Linked DNA regions of Mus musculus: region 1 is linked to region 2. A link is a contact called in public Hi-C data. All regions are on one chromosome and are shown on one strand. Each heading gives the region's core, a stretch centred on a gene start, on an enhancer-like site or on the middle of the called end of the contact. The rest is flanking DNA. Distances are from core to core; before and after follow the strand shown.

Region 1 (2,700 bases), core at 108-2,607, 210 kb after region 2:
AAGAAATCTCGGCCATGCCTCCATGGGCTCATGAAGGGTATTGTCAGCCTCACAAGGTCTCACAGAGATGCCCAGGAATCAAATCATGACCCATTAAACTCACAAACAGGAAGATGTCATTCGGGTCAGCCTGAAAAGCAGTGTGATGTCAGGCACGTGCTCCTTCAGCATCCTGACTTCAGGATGCTGATGGGAAAAAGACTTCGAGTCACTGATGTACCACACCTAAGGGCAGCTGTGGTGTAGAAGTGAACACTTAGCCTACAAGGCCTACTGTGCTTATCTCTAGTAGAGTTAACTTGGCTTAGGGCTCCTCTGCCTAGATAATAGATTTGAAGCCTGGGTGACCAATCCTATCTCATTCTTCCCAGGATGTCCTTCGTCATCTTTTTCAAGTTCTTGTCTGTGGATCTAGGGCCAGGGGACAGGAAACAACTGAGGAGAGGCCCACTGCTGATTGGTTTGATTTTTTTTTTATCTCAGCCTCCGGTCCCCACCCTGAAAGAACATGCCTCCAGTATCTTCAGGGAGCCACCTAGGCGGTTGGACAACCTGTTTGTGGGTTGTGATGGGTGTGATGGAAAGACAGGGCAGGATCATCCTCTTTCTCTGCAACCACACAGAGCTCAGGCTCCTCCCACAACTCACCTCCAGGCTGAAACCGTCCAGAGGCACCGGAGGAAGGAAGCATGCAAGCAGCTTTGATAAACACCCAAACATTACCCTTTGCCCAGATGAACTTGGAGTTGTGGTTTTCATCATACAGCTACCGCTGCCTAGAGTCCAAAGTAAAATTCTTTGAAGACAGGAAGGGCTCTTAGCACCCATAAGAACCGATATCTCTCTAAAGTCAACTTCAACTGTCAAAATCAAGGTTATTTTATTATACACACTGTAAATGGAAAAACTATATCAATTATTCTAAAAACTAATATTTTTTATGTATCTCATTCTGGTCTTTCTGTTTGTTTCTTTGCTTTCTTCTTTCCTTTGTCTTTTGTCGTCCTCCTCCTCTTCTTCCTCCTCCTCCTCCTCCTTCTCTTAAATAATACCTATTACTGTGTTTCTAGCACAACGTGGAGTACTTGGCACTGTATTACATTAGTCAGAATGCAAGGATGGTGGGGAGCGTCTGGCCTTCTCCTGTACCTGCCCCACACCATCCCTCTTCAGAAGAGATAACAGGATAAGAGCTGCCAACTCCTCAGTCCCGGAGACAACCGAAGAAAATATTAGAGCGGTATCAGTCTAATTGTCAGTAAGCAGATTAAGCCTCCAAGCTTCAGTGGTAAAACCTGCTTGCTACTGTCGCCAACTCAGCCACACTCCCCTGCCCCATCACCACTGCTGATTAATCATTAATCATTAGTCTCTGAGGCAAAGGGAGGGACGAATGTATCCTCTTGGTGTTCTCGGCCTGTTCTATAGGCACAGAAGAAAGTTGAGAACGTGGCCAGCATATCTCAGTTCTGTATTTGTCAGTAGGTTAGGTCCTCAGAGAACTTCAAAGGTAAAAACTAGCATCGCTTCTATGGGTACTGAGGGTAAAGTCCTTAAACCCCACGACCTAATGGGAGAAAAATTAAGGGCTTCTTTAAGCAGCTTAGATTTATCGTGTCAATATAAGTGATGGGAGGTTTCTTTGTGCACTTTAGAAAAGATATTTCAAATGTTTTCTCTCTCTCTTTCTTTCTCTCTCTCTCTCTCTCTCTCTCTCTCTCTCTCTCTCTCTCTCTGTGTGTGTGTGTGTGTGTGTGTGTGTGTGTGTGTGTGTGTGTGTCTAAAGCATCACTTCATTATGTCACTATCCACGCTGTCCCTTTATTATAGACAGGGTTCATCTATTCCCCTGCTCTAAACTTAATTACTTTGCAATTAATTCTTTGTTGAAAATAGCAAGGCTCCTAAACTCAGAACATCTCTTTGTGAGGAAAGCTGTTTATGGATAGAGGTCGAGAGGACGTGTCGGAATATTCCACAGTGCTGCCACAGATATTCTGAATGAGAGTGCTGAGAGGGAAGAGGTCCTACTCCACACAAGGTGGCCATGGAACCAGAGGGCTTCCTCCCAGGCAGGCTGAGATAAGGTCAGCCTCCAGGAATGGATCTTAGGACCTGATGATATTGCTCAGTGGGCAGAGTACTTGTCTACCATGCACAAGGCCCTGGGTTCCATCCCCGGTTCTCTATAAAAGGATCAAGGAGCTGGGCATGTTAGCACATACATTTAGTCCCAATACCTGGGAGGCAGAGGAAGATGGATGCCTATGAGTTGAGGCCAGCCTGGCCTACATAGTGAGACTGTCGAAGAAGGAGAAGGAGAAGGAAGAGGAGAAGGAGGAGGAGGAGGAGGAGGAGGAGGAGGAGGAGGAGGAGGAGGAGGAGGAATATGTTGTTTCATAACTACACCCCCAGCACTTAGGAGCTTAGGAGGAGGGTCAGAAGTTCAAGCTCATTTGCTTAGTTTCCTTTCTGTTGCTTTTATAAACACCATGACCAAAAACAACTTGGAAAGGAAAGAGTTCATTTCAGCTTACAGCCCTCAGGTCATAGTCTATCACTGAGGGAAGTCAAAGCAAACACTCAAGGCAGAACTAAACAGAGACCACAGAGGGGTGATGCTCTTGCCTTGTTACCCATGGCTCACTCAGCCGGCTTTCTTATACGCCCGAGAATCACCTTCCCAGGAGTGGCATCGCC
Region 2 (2,776 bases), core at 135-2,634:
CTTAGGCTCATTGCGCTTTCTCTCCAAGGTCCATTCATTCTCTCTCTCTCTCTCTCTCTCTCTCTCTCTCTCTCTCACACACACACACATCTCCAACCTTATTTTTTTAGATTAATTTTTTTCAATTAGGATATATATGAAACTTGAGCCAAGAGTTGAAGCACACATGTGCCCTGAGTCAAAGCCTTCCACAGGCTGCCGTAGAAGCAAAGGAAAGGGGTTAGGGAATGTGGATCCTGTGGTAAAGTGCTTGCCTCCCATGCGTGAATCCCTGGATTTACTTGTCAGGACTGCATAAGCCAGGTGTGGTGGGTGACTCATGTCTTACCTGTGATTCCAGCACTTGGGAGGTCGAAGCAGGAGGATCAGAAGTTCAAGGTCTGTCTCAGATAAACAGCAAGTTCAAGGCCAGCGTGCACTGCATGAAATCCTATGTGGAAAAAAAAAAAACCAGAGGAGTTAAAAAAAATGAGAGAGGGGGAGAGAAGAAAGAGGAGGAGGAAGATAAAGGAGAGGAAGAGAAAATATGAAATCTTCTGTTCGGAGGTGATAGCCACTTCTTAACCCCAAATTCATTGACATCACCCATCCATGGTGGGAATATTTGCATACTTGGGACACAGAAATGACAGAGACTTTAAGTCAAGCCCCTTTCTTCTCAGGTAATCATTAAGTGTTAACTAACATAACTTTCCTTTCTCTTTCTCTCTCTGTCATAATTACTACTGACCACCAGCATGGCAGGATCTAGCATCACCATGGAAACAAGCTTCTAGACATTTCTATGAGGGAGTTTCTAGATGAGGTTAACTGAGGTGGGTGGGGCAGTGCCATTCTAAGGGCTTATCTATCCGACACTGAATAAGGACAAAGTGAGCCGAGCCCTAGTATTCCTCTGTGTTCACTGACTGCGGCTGTGGTGTGACCAGCTGCAGCTGCTGTCCTGCATTCCCCACCATGGTGGACTGTACCTTTGAACTTGGAGTCAAACAGACCCTTCCTTTTTTAGGTTCCTCTTGCCAGATATTTTGTCAGAGCAGTGAGAAAAGCAGCCCTGCCCCAGTTCCTCTTCTAGAACAAGGCTAACACTTTCTTTTCACCGTATGATACCTAGAAAATGACCCAGGATGGAGTTTTAGTGAGAAAAGGTGAAGCCTGTTCTTAGTAAAGGACAGAGAAGCCTGGCGCTTCTCTCTGCCTGCAGCTAAGTTCAGAACAGCAGACTTAGGGTCGGAGGCTCGGGTGTTGTACTATCCCCACGTGTAAAGGAGATTCCCTTCCGTGTCTGAAATAAGAGTACAAGAAGCTGAGCACAGCACAGAACCACCTGATAAGCATACAGCTATGCTGAGGTGACCTTTGCTAATCTTAAAACTGACGTGAGCAAGGACTTGTCAGAATCTCCAAAAGTCTGACCTTATCTGACTATATGACACTGTTAAGATGACTGGAGTGTGTGTGTGTGTGTGTGTGTGTGTGTGTGTGTGTGTGTGTGTGTGTGTGATATTTATAGTGCTTTGTGTTGATAAATCAATGGGTCAAGTGCTTACTATGCAAGCATAAAGACTTAAGTTTTAATGATCCCCAGCACCCATAGAAAAACCTGGGAGTAACAGTGTGTGTGTGTGTGTGTGTGTGTATGTGTGTGTGTGCGTATGTGTGTAAAACCTCAGCTCCAGGGGATCACTGAAGCTCACTGGCCATCCAGCCTAGCCAAATCAACAAGCTCCACGTGAGAGACCTGGTCTCGAAAAATAAGATGGAGATCTACTAAGGGCGATGCTAAGTGTCAGGCTCTGACATCCACGCTTCATGAGCGCATGCAGGTGCACAACAGGCATTCAAAACTCTCACACACACTTAAAAAAAATAAAAATATTTAAGGCATATTATAAACGAAAAATTATGGAAAGAATGAGTTCAAATGGCGTGCCCGAAAGTTGCTGTGATTCAGGGTTACGTCTGGGGTAGTCTCATTCATATTTCTCAAACAGTGGCATAGGAGAGTCTGACTCATTCTTGTTGATTAGTCTCCTGGTTCCCAGGCAATGAGCCCCTGTGTCTTACTGCATACTCAGAGGGGTGCCAGGAAATATTTAAACAGTGGAGGAAAACAGTGATTTGTGACATCTGTCAGACTCATGTGAACGCCTTGTTCAAGGAGCTCACAGTTCCACTACTGGAGTCCTCTACATTTAATGATGTCACAACAGTGCAAAACTGGGGTTTTGGGCAATCACTATAATGTCAAGTGTGACATCAAGAAAATCAGTATGGAATAGGAATTGAGGGTGTGGGTTTCCAATGTGATGGCAAGGTCTAAAAAGTTGTGTGGTACCCACCAGTCACATGTGTCTCACTAGAAGGTACTTGTGACTATTTAACAATAAATTGGAAGAGGAATTTCCTTTAGTTTAAATATGTCATTTTTCAAAAACCTATTAAATTGGGGGATATAAACAGTATTTTAATAAATAAAATAAATGTTTCTTTAGGATGTGTAGGTTGTAAAAACAGACAGACAAACAAACAAGAAAAACAACTGAATCATGAAGAATATCATGAATCAAAAAATCTTTTTTTAAGTTTCCCAGTAAGACAAGAAAATCAGTGTTCACTGTGGAATAAAAAGCATGAAGCAGTGTTTTGTATGTGTATCCCACTTAGGCGTGGTTTTTGTGTCAAACATGCAGTGGGCATACATGGATACATGAGGTTTTTCTGACCTAAGGGAAGAAGACAGGAATAATTTTACCATGTAGCAGATACCATGGCC

What was found. A called contact is a pair of places that touch in the nucleus more often than the background predicts.
Region 1: a Hi-C map of group 2 innate lymphoid cells shows a contact between it and region 2, with 2.5 times the contacts expected there. The contact joins two enhancer-like sites. A contact is called at or near these places in 1 of 39 promoter capture datasets (liver), 1 of 15 datasets of contacts at CTCF or cohesin (stem cell-derived epiblast-like cells), 15 of 484 Hi-C or Micro-C datasets (CD4 T cells, CD8 T cells, effector CD8 T cells and 6 more), 2 of 115 datasets of contacts at active chromatin or transcription factors (T-cell acute lymphoblastic leukemia and kidney) and 1 of 9 other capture datasets (embryonic stem cells).

What each region holds. Positions count from the first base shown.
Region 1 is chr9:69,173,609-69,176,308 of GRCm38.p6, forward strand. All of the region lies in intron 1 of Rora (RAR-related orphan receptor alpha), which reads left to right. Among named protein-coding and RNA genes, the nearest start is that of Gm46153, 130 kb to the right of the region's middle. Within about 2 kb of position 1,358, at least 27 of the 459 cell types and tissues checked have an H3K27ac peak or open chromatin away from gene starts, as enhancers often do. A contact at or near this core is called in group 2 innate lymphoid cells and regulatory T cells, where this site is marked.
Region 2 is chr9:68,968,262-68,971,037 of GRCm38.p6, forward strand. All of the region lies in intron 1 of Rora (RAR-related orphan receptor alpha), which reads left to right. Among named protein-coding and RNA genes, the nearest start is that of Gm31262, 150 kb to the left of the region's middle. Within about 2 kb of position 1,385, at least 7 of the 459 cell types and tissues checked have an H3K27ac peak or open chromatin away from gene starts, as enhancers often do. A contact at or near this core is called in group 2 innate lymphoid cells and regulatory T cells, where this site is marked.